3 separate regions of the Mus musculus genome follow, and regions 2 and 3 are each linked to region 1. Evidence: chromatin contacts called from public HiChIP or PLAC-seq and promoter capture Hi-C data. All regions are on one chromosome and are shown on one strand. The core of a region is the stretch at or near the end of the contact, and the rest is flanking DNA. Distances in the headings are between cores, read along the strand shown.

Region 1 (3,314 bases), core at 206-2,705:
GTATCCACTTCACATGCATATAATACAGATCTTGGAATTGCAATCTAGGAATAAAGAAAATCTGTTTGTATAAACTTTCACTGGAGAACTGGGGTGGGGCGTGCCACACTGCGTGCACTTGGAAATTCATCTCTCTCTCAAGCTCTCCGGGGTTTGCTGCTGACTCCATTCATCTTGACATTTATATACTATTTTATATTTATTTAAGCATTAGGTAGAGGCTAGTTCAGCTTCTTCCACTCAGTAAGCCCCTTGTGGTTAGAACAGTTGCTTTAAATGTATGCATTAAATGAACTTTATATTTCTCAAACACCTACTCCTCTTGGGACACCAAAAAAGCTATTTAGTAAGAACTGCTTAATTCATAAATGATACCTCGGGACTGTCTGGACTCTGAACTCCTAAAACATTTACAGCCTCCATATAGCCCAGACTTCTTAGACATTGCAGCTTTTCTGTCCTCATAGCAGTTGTGTGTGCCACTCCAAGACACATGATCTTCAACTGCTGAAATATGAAGTCATGGCTATTGCAGCCAAGCTCCGATAGTCATTCCTCACCTTCTGCTCACTGAAAGAATCCATTACAAGTTCTTTCCTTTCCTTTTCTTTCTTTTTTTTTTTCTTTTTGGTTTTTCGAGACAGGGTTTCTCTGTGTAGCCCTGGCTGTCCTGGAACTCACTTTGTAGACCAGACTGGCATTGAACTCAGAAATCTGCCTGCCTCTGCCTTCCAAGTGCTGGGATTAAAGGCGTGCGCCACCATGCGTCACTCTCGGTTTTTTAAAAGTACAAATGCAAAATAAGTTCAAAAGGTTTGACAATGCAAAACACACAATGTAAAATTAGTAAGCACGCAAGGTCTTGTATTGCCCTCAGGTTCTTCTCTCAGACCCAGGGCGTCCACACCAGGCGGTCCTTAGAACCTCACCAGGGGAAGGCAGCCTAAGACTCAAAGAGCGCGGAACCTGGAACTGAGATCTGTGCAGATGTTCAATCTTTGGTGACCCCGTGGACGCCCTGCACTCATTTAAAGGTTGCCCGGGGTCCTAAGGGAGTCTTTGTGCTTATTACAGACTATGCAGTAGATTCCCAAAGTTTTAAGGGATGCTCCCGCCTTTTGGCCGCCTCAAGTTGAAGTGTTCCCGCCCACAGTGGCTGCTTCCCGAGCAGGCAAGCGGCTCTGGCTCCCTCTGGGTCTAGTGGTTCCTCTGGAGTCTCCCAAGCTCAGCCTCGTCCACTTCTCTCCAAGTCCTGCTTTCCCCAAGCCAGGGAGCATGCCGGCGTCCTCACTGGAGCTCAGCCACGCCTCCTCACTCCAAGTTTGATTTCAGAGCGCGCCAAGCCTGAGGGAGACTGTAATTGGTTGAAAGTGAGAGACTCTCCCGCTTGATTGGTGGAGTGTTGTGGTGGGCGGGACGGGGCGGAGTCAAAGACGGAAACCCGGCGGGCCAGGGCTTCCTGGCTGCGGTATGGACCTGGTTAAGTGTCCGGAGCACGGTAAGGCCTCAGTCTCGGGATTTCCCTCCCGGGGACTGTGGGACTGGCTTGGAGTGGCCGATGCTGACCTTCTTGTTTCCTCAGGGGACGCCTGCTTCTTAAAGACCGGCGTCCGCGATGGCCCGAATAAGGGAAAGAGCTTCTACGTGTGCCGGACGAACACATGCGGCTTCGTGCAGGCCACCGAGTGAGTCTCCAGCCCGGCCCGGTTACACGGAGTGACCCAGCCTGGTCACTTCAGCTGCCTTGGGACGCGGACTCACCCACACTCCGATCCTTCTAGAGTCTGCTTCAAGTTTCTAGGCACCTGTCTGGCCTTACTTAGCCACTCCCCTTTGCCCCGGCATCCTTTCTGCTCCCTCTAAAAAGTGTAAACAAACAGTGGACATGGGAATTAATTTGCTAGTCTTGTACCAATTTTAGGTCGCCATTTAAATTTTACGTTTAAGGTTAAAACATGTTAATTAGACACAAGCTTTTCTCCTTCATCTAGTGGCATGACGTTAACAACCCAGAGAGAGCCAGAGTCTTTAGGGCAGTGTTTCTCAACCTGCGGGTCACGACCTTCAGGATCTAAGGACGCTTTCACAGGGGTTGCATTTCAGTTATCCTGCAAATCAGATATTTTTACATTGCGATTCAAAACGGCAAAAATTACAGTTATAAAGTAGCAATGGGAATGATTTTATGATTGGGGTCACCATAACTGTTGTAACGGGTATTAGGAAGGTTGAGAACCGCTGCTGTAGGGAGTTAGTGCTGAAAGAAACATCAGAGGTTGATGTGGATCGCAGGTTCTGCAGATGTGAAAGCTGAGACCTAGAAACCTCAAGCATCTTGTCTAAAGTGAGGAAAGTCAAGTGTGACAATCTTTTTTTTTTTTTTTTTTTTTCCCAGACAGGGTTTCTCTGTATAGCCCTGGCTGTCCTGGAACTCACTCTGTAGACCAGGCTGGCCTCGAACTCAGAAATCCGCCTGCCTCTGCCTCCCAAGTGCTGGGATTAAAGTCGTGCGCCACCACCGCCCGGCAAGTGTGACAATCTTAACATACCGGGTGTTGACATTCTCGAAGTGAAATTACACTGTGGTGTCATTTAACATTTCTCCCTGCTCTCTATTCAGCTGGACTTTGTAGAGCATGGTTATTTTTTTTTCAGTATCATAGCTATACTAATATACTAATGAATATTAGTAATATACTAATGAATAGTAGTACTGGAATAACTTGTATGATTTGTGTCTCCACTTTGTACCAGAATTTACTATTTATTTCTAGAAATATTATATAGATAATGTTTCTAAATATACTGAGATTTGGTACCCTGCTCAAATGTTTTAAGACACATGTGTGCTCATGTTTATAGGAATTGTGCATCAATGTTGGTCTTAGGTTTGTTTCAACATTAAAAGAAATGTTCTTGTGGACTGGAGAGATGGGCCAACCTTTAAGAGCACTGGCTGTTCTTCCAGAGGCCCTAGCTTCAATTTCCAGCACCCACTTAGGGGCTGTCAAATGTCTATAACTTCAGTTCCAGGGGATCGGGTGCCCACTTCTGGCCTCTGAAGGCCCAGCATGTACTTGGTGTATAGACACACATGCAGGCAAAATATCCCTAAACATAAAATAGAAATAAATCAATCTTGAAAAAGAGAGTGAAGATTCTTAAACAGTGTGTCACTTACATGGCTACACTGCAATACAGACTAGTACAGTACTTTCACTCGAGGCTTGCAGTGTGTCTGAGGAGCAGACTGCAGACAGTTTTACAAGTCACGGGAGAATGCTTTAGACCTTCACTCAAACCTGTTCACATAT
Region 2 (3,314 bases), core at 425-2,924, 440 kb before region 1:
GACCACTGAGGAGGAACTCAGGGGGTGGGGGTTGGGGGGCACTTCAAAGGAATGATCAAGTCTAGAGTTGCTGGGGTCTCAGAGCAGTCAGGGCTGGAATGGGGGGAGGGGGAGGGGGCAGTTTGCAGGGGAGATGTGACAGAAGTGTGGTCAGGAGGCAGGAGTCATAGGGATGTCTTGAGAGCCTTCAGGAACTCCTCCCAGGTTTTGAGTGACTGCTGCAGGGAAGAGATCCACCGGGCCTTGCAGCTCTAAAAACCATCATCTGCAGTCAGCACTCAGCAAGGCAGAAGGAGAAGAGACAAGTCACAGAGCTGACAGGAGGGCAAGCACTCTGACAGCAGGTGCCTTCACAGGCCACAATAACCTGCCCATCGACTGCAGGAGGATGCCAGAAGACAGCCAATTCAAGGCCACTTTAAAATACCTGCCATCCATCCCCTCACGGTCCCTACCAGCTGCATACCCTGAAGCTCCCACAGAGCTTGGCTGGCCACAAAGGTCAAGACAGAGGAAGAGTCAGTCACCAAGGCAGGGCCTGTTCCTGGAAAGCAGTGCACTCCAAATTTACACATTCAACCAAGAAAGTGCTCACAGAGAGGAGGCATTCATATTGGAAAATAACCCTGGCAGGAGGGAGGGGGTGGCCTCAGTGGCAGGCCATGCGCTTACTCTAGGGGAGAGGACTGGATTCCATCTCCAGCAGCATATACACACCATGCCAAACGGGGCGAGGGAGAGAAAACAATCCCACGAATGACTGACAGCTGTAAAGACTGACACTCTGACGGGGCTGCACGTCTGAAATGCTTTTTTTTTCTTTTTTTCTTTTTTTTTTTTTTGAGAACCAAAACTCAGAACCCCCAGAGAGGAGCTCTTTTGTGTACAGCAAGGTAAGATAGGGATCTGAGGAGGGGGCCAGCACCCCGAGGCGGCAACAAGGCAGACTGCTATCGGGCAGTGCGCGAGAGATAGCATTTAAGCAGCATCTCCAACATAACCGCCACCTAAGGCTTCAGCGTTCATAACGAGCAGCCCGGGGGCGGGGTGGGGGGCAGCACAGAGCAGTGAATGGGTATGTGCATCCGAAGGGTAAGTTCAATTCTCCTCTCAGTCCTTTCTCCAGACTTAGGAGAGACACCAAAGAAAGTCTGGCTCTAGCAGGTAAAAAAAAAAAAAAAAAAAAAAAGAGAGATTATGCCCATTAATTGTTTCTGACCTTGTCTGGCAGGATTAGCTGGCCATACCTGTACAGCCACAGGGCTCAACCCCAGTGCATGGGGGAAGCAGGCCAAGCCCAGGAAAATGAAAGGCCACCCGCGAGGGACAGCCAAGGCCACGGACAGAAGCGGCTTTGGAGAAGTTCACAAGTGTGTTTACTGGGTATTTGATTTACCTGCCAAGGCGAAATTCCAGGAGAGAGAGAGAGAGAGCGCCTGGGACCCGTGTAGAGTTTCCCTGCTGCCGCAGTCCCTGCCAGGCTCATTGTAAAGTAATGAATTTTGTGGACGCTTGCAGAGAAAAATAGCTTCAAATGCTATGGATCGATGGTGCGCACTGCAGAAACACAGCTCTCGGCTTCCTCGAGCTACTTTTGGGTATTGCCCAGAGTTCAATGGCGATCTGTCCTTTGAAGGCCAGCTAAGAAGTCAGCCCCGGGCCTAGGCAGGGCACACAGTCCCACAATCCAGCTACTGTGGATGCCCAAGGCGCAAGCATTCCTCTCATAGCTGAATCGAGCGTTTCCCTCCTCTTCCAGGATATTGGTTGGGGGAGGAGCCTCACAGAATGTCACAATCTACCACATACTATTCCACCGGGGTTCCTTTGAGTGTGAGGACATTGTGTGTTGCAGGGGTGGAGATGTGACATTATACGTTACTTTCTAGGGATGAATTCTCTGTATACCTATTTTTTTTTTAAAAAAAAAAAAAAAAAAGGAACATAGATAATCCTTAAAAATCTCATCTGAGCTCCAAGACTGTTAATTCCAAGAACTGTGCAATTCAAAGCACCTGTGTTTCCTAACTTACACACTCCTCTCTGCCAGAAAAAAGACTCTCCCTTACGTGATGGGAGGGGGACGTGCAGACTCATGGTCTCGGGATCAAAACAACTCTGAGAAACCACAGAGAGCCAGATGAAGAACAGCGTGGAAGGCTCTGACTGGAGTTAGAAGCCGCAACACTTAGAACTGCAGGTTTGGGAACGGCTGGGCAGAATCCAGAGCTGAGATATCCCTGAGCCTGCAGCCTCTGCCTTCTCTGAAGATGGGTAGCCTGGTCTGGAGGGGATGCCTATGGCCCTGGCAAGGCTTCCATGCTAGGGGGGCTGAAGCCAAAGGCTCAAGATGGGCTCAGCTCAGCTGTGGGCAGTTGACGAAAGAGTTAACACTGGTGGAGGGCATACACAGAACCCAGATGTGGGGAGCGTTCGGACTTAATCCAGACCTGATTACATTTTGGTTTTGTTTTTGGTTTTTGGTTTTTGGTTTTGTTTTGTTTTTGTTTTTTTGAGGCAGGGTCCCACTATGCTGCTCCTTGGAACACACTGTGAACCTGGCTGGCCTTAATCTCAGAGAGATCCACCTGCCTCTGCCTCCCACGTGATGGGGTAAAAGGCTTGTGTCTCCCCCACCCAGCTTTCTTACACTCCTTTTAGGTAAGAACACGAGCGTGCATGCATTGCCTACTCAAAAATACATGAATAAAAATTCCAGCTAAAGTAAACCAGGGAGAGGGTAAAAATGGGCAAAAATAATTTTAAACCTTTTCTAATAAAATACTGCTTAAAAAAGAAAAACTTTGGGTAACAAAAAAAAAAAACAAAAAAGAAAGAAAAGAAAAGAAAAGAAAAGAAAAGAAAAGAAAAGAAAAGAAAAGGGAAGAAAGAAACTAGAGGTTGAGGGGGTAGCTAGAGCAAGCAGAGAAAACCCTAGAAAACAAGAGCACTGGCTGACCCAGCCCGCCTCACTTGCCCACATCAAACACCCACGTCTACCCTGGCTCGTGCCCAGGATGCCTCCTGACTTCCTCCATCCCCCACTCAGCCCCAGGTCGTCTGCTGCTTTCCTGTCTCCTGGCACCACCAAGCCTTGGCCAATGCCTTGCAGGTTCCTCTACTTCTACCATGCAATGAGGCAGCTCCCCTGGTCACGCCATTTCCCCACCTAAGCCAAGGGTATGCTTCTCAACGAGCCCGCTTCCTCACACAGCTGACTGGTGACAGACACTGATTCCTGGCCAGCCAGAGAGGTGGGCCCCGTGCAGTCTGACGAGCTAGGATCCTAGCAGAAGTCACACGCTGGGACTTCA
Region 3 (3,314 bases), core at 557-3,056, 380 kb before region 1:
AGCAGTTTTGCCAAGGCCGGAGGAGAGAGGCTAGACTCCTTGCTATGTGGGTGTCACCCCTACTACTTTTCTGCAGCTACCTCCCAAGGCAGGCGTTATGTTGGTTGGCTCACTCGGCTCCAGGGTTTGTAGATCCCCTCATGTACCATGAAAACCTTCTGCATAACCTGTTCCTGCTGGGACCTACACAGAGAAAGAAAAGACCAGGTCTCACTACCTGCTTCAAGGGCACTCCCCCCAGTGACGTCACTTGCTCCCTGTCCCTAGGCTCTAAAGGTAGGTTTGTCTCCTACCACCTAAAGGTTCAGCTGCCTCTCAGTGGCATCACATGTTGTTGGGTAAACATTCAGTACATGGACCTTTGAGGAACATCTACAAACTAAAACCATAGAAATAGAATATTAACAGACATATTAAAAACAAGGTCTTAACTATGCTGCCAAGGCTGGCCTCCAACTCCTGGGCTCAAGCGATCCTCTCGCCTCAGCCTCCTGAATATCTAGGGTGACAAGCATGTGTTTTCACTTCTGGTACTAGATTCAAATTCTTCTCTTGTCATCTCCCTCCTACTTCCCCTCCTCTGTCCTCTCCTCTCTTTCTGTTATGCTGGTAATTAACCCAGGGTGCCATGCATGCCTGGAGGTGGTTCTACCATGGAGCTAATCTCTAGCTCCAACAAATTCATTTTAGATCTTTTTTCCTTTGTGGCATTTGTGACACTAGTGGATCATATACACGAGGCAACATCAGTCTAAGACCCTCTCCTGTGCTTCAGGTCACCAACATGCTAGTGTGGCCCAGTCCTCTGTGTCCTCTTTTCTGTGAGCCCTGAAGATATCCTTCTCACAACTGCACACAGCTGGCCTTCCTGGCCTTTGGCTCTTGGTGTGTGAAAGTCTACAGAACTGAAGAGCTCCAGCCCTCAACATGACAGAATGTCTGGAACCCGAGGGCAGGATTGTTTGTCACTCAGGGTGAGGAGTTTGGACGGGTTACTTCCAGGGTGGCTGGTGATAGTAGGGGTCATAAAGTTGAGCTTTCTCAAGAGGGTCCCAGTTTGGCTTCTGTCACCAGTCTCCCTACTTCTCTCCTCTCTGGGCTCGTCCCAATTCTGAACACAGGTAGAGGTGGGGGATGGGCTGGAAGGCATTGCTGCACCACCCAGCTACGTCTGAATCCTGCCTCTCTACCCAAGTCGCTGAGGAAATCAACACAAGAGGGGCGTGGTGGTCGTTAAGCCAACCTTATTTTGCAAATGAGAAAATAGAGGCCAGAAAGGTGACCTAGTTACATGAGGTCCTGGACTCAGAATTCAAAGTGGGATGGACTAAGTCACCTGGGTCTCAGGGTGGCATTGCCTCCCTCACTTCTGAATCTTAACATTGTCTTCTACACCAGGACACTTCTTCCTGCCTCCTCCCCACGTCTGATAAGGGGCCTAGGCTGTGATTGACAGTCTTGATTTGTCTTAAAGCAAATGTTGCATCCTCTTTAAGTACAGATGGAGGGCCAACAAATGATTATTGAATCAATGAGTGTCATTTCCCACTTGGTACTTACCCCATTGCATATAAATAGGACTTCTGTAAAAATAAAAGTGCATATGTTTGGCTCGCATAATTAGGTAAAAGCAGCTTCAATGGGTGTTTCACTGTAGGACTTAGATCTTACCATCGGCTGAATGACAGTCTGGTTGTGGTCACCTAATTGAAGGCAGCGAAAGGTGCTCTCTGTGTCCTGTGCTATGAAAGGGCTCAGGGCAGATGTATGGAAACCCAGGGGGTTGCCTCCTGAGAAGGGGCCCTGGTCTCCTGTGCACCTAGAGATCTGATTCATCACAGGGACAGTCTGCTACAGAGCTCAGTCAGGTCCCTACTCAACCACACAACGAGGCATCTAGAGTGGCTCCCAATTCCTGGAACAGGGCAGGGAATAAGGCAGGGTTTTGGCCTAGGAGACCAGGCACAGACCAAGAGTTGTCTTCCAACAGGCGCTCTTCTGGCTTTCTCTTTAAGTGGTCTTTTGACTGTAGGATAGGGTTAAAACATTGAATTTCAATTTTGTACATACAACCCTAAGGGCCCTCAGGCAATGTGGGTGTTTGAAATGAGCCCTAGCCCTAGGATTCTACCTGCCAAGTGTTCGATTAAGCTGCGTAAGTCTGTTTCCACCACCCTGTCTTTCAAATATTTATGTGGCAGATTATGGGCAAGCTTCAAAGGCAAGAAAATGCAAATCTGTTCTATAAATCATAGAATAACACAGCTGCTGTCTTCCTCAGAGTGACAGCTATGAACACCGGCATTTCTGCCTACAGAAGAAGTGGTGGGAGGTGGCCTCTCATGAGCAGTTAGGCCAGAGTATTTGTGTAATTGTGTGTGTGTGTGTGGTATGTATGTACATGTGTATGCTGTCTTTATATATGTGTGTGTGTCTATATTCACATGTGTTCATTTGTATGTGCGCACATGTATGTGCATGTTTGTAAATTTGTCCACTGGGGGGGGACGACACAAGGTTCTAGTGATATTTTTATTTTTGCAGAACAGCAGATTAACAATAAAAAATTTCCCAGCAGTTAAAGAGTTAATCTCCCCCCACCTGCCCTGCACCCCGTGAATCTTCAAAAACTGTGCAGAGAGAAAGTATTACCTGATATCTGAGACTCTTGAGGACTTGAGGTGTTGGGGGACTCGAGACAAAAGCAGCTTTAGATTTGGGAAAATGTACCCAGGGCCTCACCCCAATGGGAAACATCAACAAGCAACTGTGAGAATTCCAAAATGAATTTAATTTAGCTTGAGTGAATAAAAAAGAAACTGTGCATTGCAAATAGTTATGCAAATTAACTTCTGCCCCCAGGGTCTCAGCAATCTGCCAGTGGAGGCCCCAGCGTGCCAACGATGAGGCTTCTGTGGGCTCCCTTCTGCTGTTGCCATGACACAGCCATTTGGTACATTGGTGCTCAGTGACACATTAACATCCACCAAGACTAACACTAGAGTTGATGGTCCTTGCCACCAGCTGGTCTGGGCCTGGTGGTGTCCTGTGGGCATACCTGGAGAAGGCTGCGGTACAAAGGGTGGAGGCCGGAGGGTAGGTGGCATGGGGCTGGGGCCATGCACGGAAAGGGTTGGCAGGCCTTACTCAGGATTCTGTGTAAGTGACTCAAGATCATCTAGGCAATAATGAGAAATCTCTGGGTCATGGAAGGGACTGTTGAATAACCAATTCATGGGGAGGGAAGGGATGTAGCAGGGCTCAGGAATAGCTGGGTGAGGACGGGACTTCAGCCAGGGCTCTCTTGCATCACC

Evidence for each region. Promoter capture Hi-C pulls out the DNA fragments that hold promoters and counts their contacts. HiChIP or PLAC-seq counts read pairs in DNA pulled down with a chosen protein or histone mark.
Region 2: an H3K27ac HiChIP or PLAC-seq map of embryonic stem cells shows a contact between it and region 1, with 2.6 times the contacts expected there. The contact joins the enhancer-like site here to the promoter of Ttf2 in region 1. A contact is called at or near these places in 9 of 39 promoter capture datasets (the HPC-7 cell line, cranial neural crest, embryonic stem cells and 5 more), 1 of 15 datasets of contacts at CTCF or cohesin (large pre-B cells), 2 of 484 Hi-C or Micro-C datasets (the N1E-115 cell line and cortical neurons), 14 of 115 datasets of contacts at active chromatin or transcription factors (the SCID.adh cell line, craniofacial prominence, double positive thymocytes and 7 more) and 2 of 9 other capture datasets (adipose tissue and embryonic stem cells).
Region 3: a contact with region 1 is called in a promoter capture Hi-C map of hippocampal neurons, with 4 times the contacts expected there. The contact joins the enhancer-like site here to the promoter of Ttf2 in region 1. A contact is called at or near these places in 14 of 39 promoter capture datasets (the 3T3-L1 cell line, the C10 cell line, the HPC-7 cell line and 9 more), 1 of 15 datasets of contacts at CTCF or cohesin (large pre-B cells), 9 of 115 datasets of contacts at active chromatin or transcription factors (bone marrow-derived macrophages, embryonic basal ganglia, embryonic forebrain and 6 more) and 4 of 9 other capture datasets (adipose tissue, embryonic stem cells, liver and 1 more).

Annotation. Positions count from the first base shown.
Region 1 is chr3:100,967,804-100,971,117 of GRCm38.p6, reverse strand. It overlaps Ttf2 (transcription termination factor, RNA polymerase II), which reads left to right and starts at 1,455. Exons shown (of 23, transcript NM_001013026.2): 1 at 1,455-1,498; 2 at 1,583-1,685. The coding sequence starts at 1,471.
Region 2 is chr3:101,407,526-101,410,839 of GRCm38.p6, reverse strand. All of the region lies in intron 2 of Igsf3 (immunoglobulin superfamily, member 3), which reads right to left. Among named protein-coding and RNA genes, the nearest start is that of Igsf3, 32 kb to the right of the region's middle. Within about 2 kb of position 1,674, at least 49 of the 459 cell types and tissues checked have an H3K27ac peak or open chromatin away from gene starts, as enhancers often do. A contact at or near this core is called in craniofacial prominence, embryonic stem cells, extraembryonic endoderm stem cells and 1 more, where this site is marked.
Region 3 is chr3:101,343,368-101,346,681 of GRCm38.p6, reverse strand. It overlaps Gm32900 (predicted gene, 32900), which reads left to right. Exons shown (of 9, transcript NR_166187.1): 7 at 776-974; 8 at 2,863-3,096. Among named protein-coding and RNA genes, the nearest start is that of Gm32900, 9.6 kb to the left of the region's middle. Within about 2 kb of position 1,806, at least 20 of the 459 cell types and tissues checked have an H3K27ac peak or open chromatin away from gene starts, as enhancers often do. A contact at or near this core is called in hippocampal neurons, where this site is marked.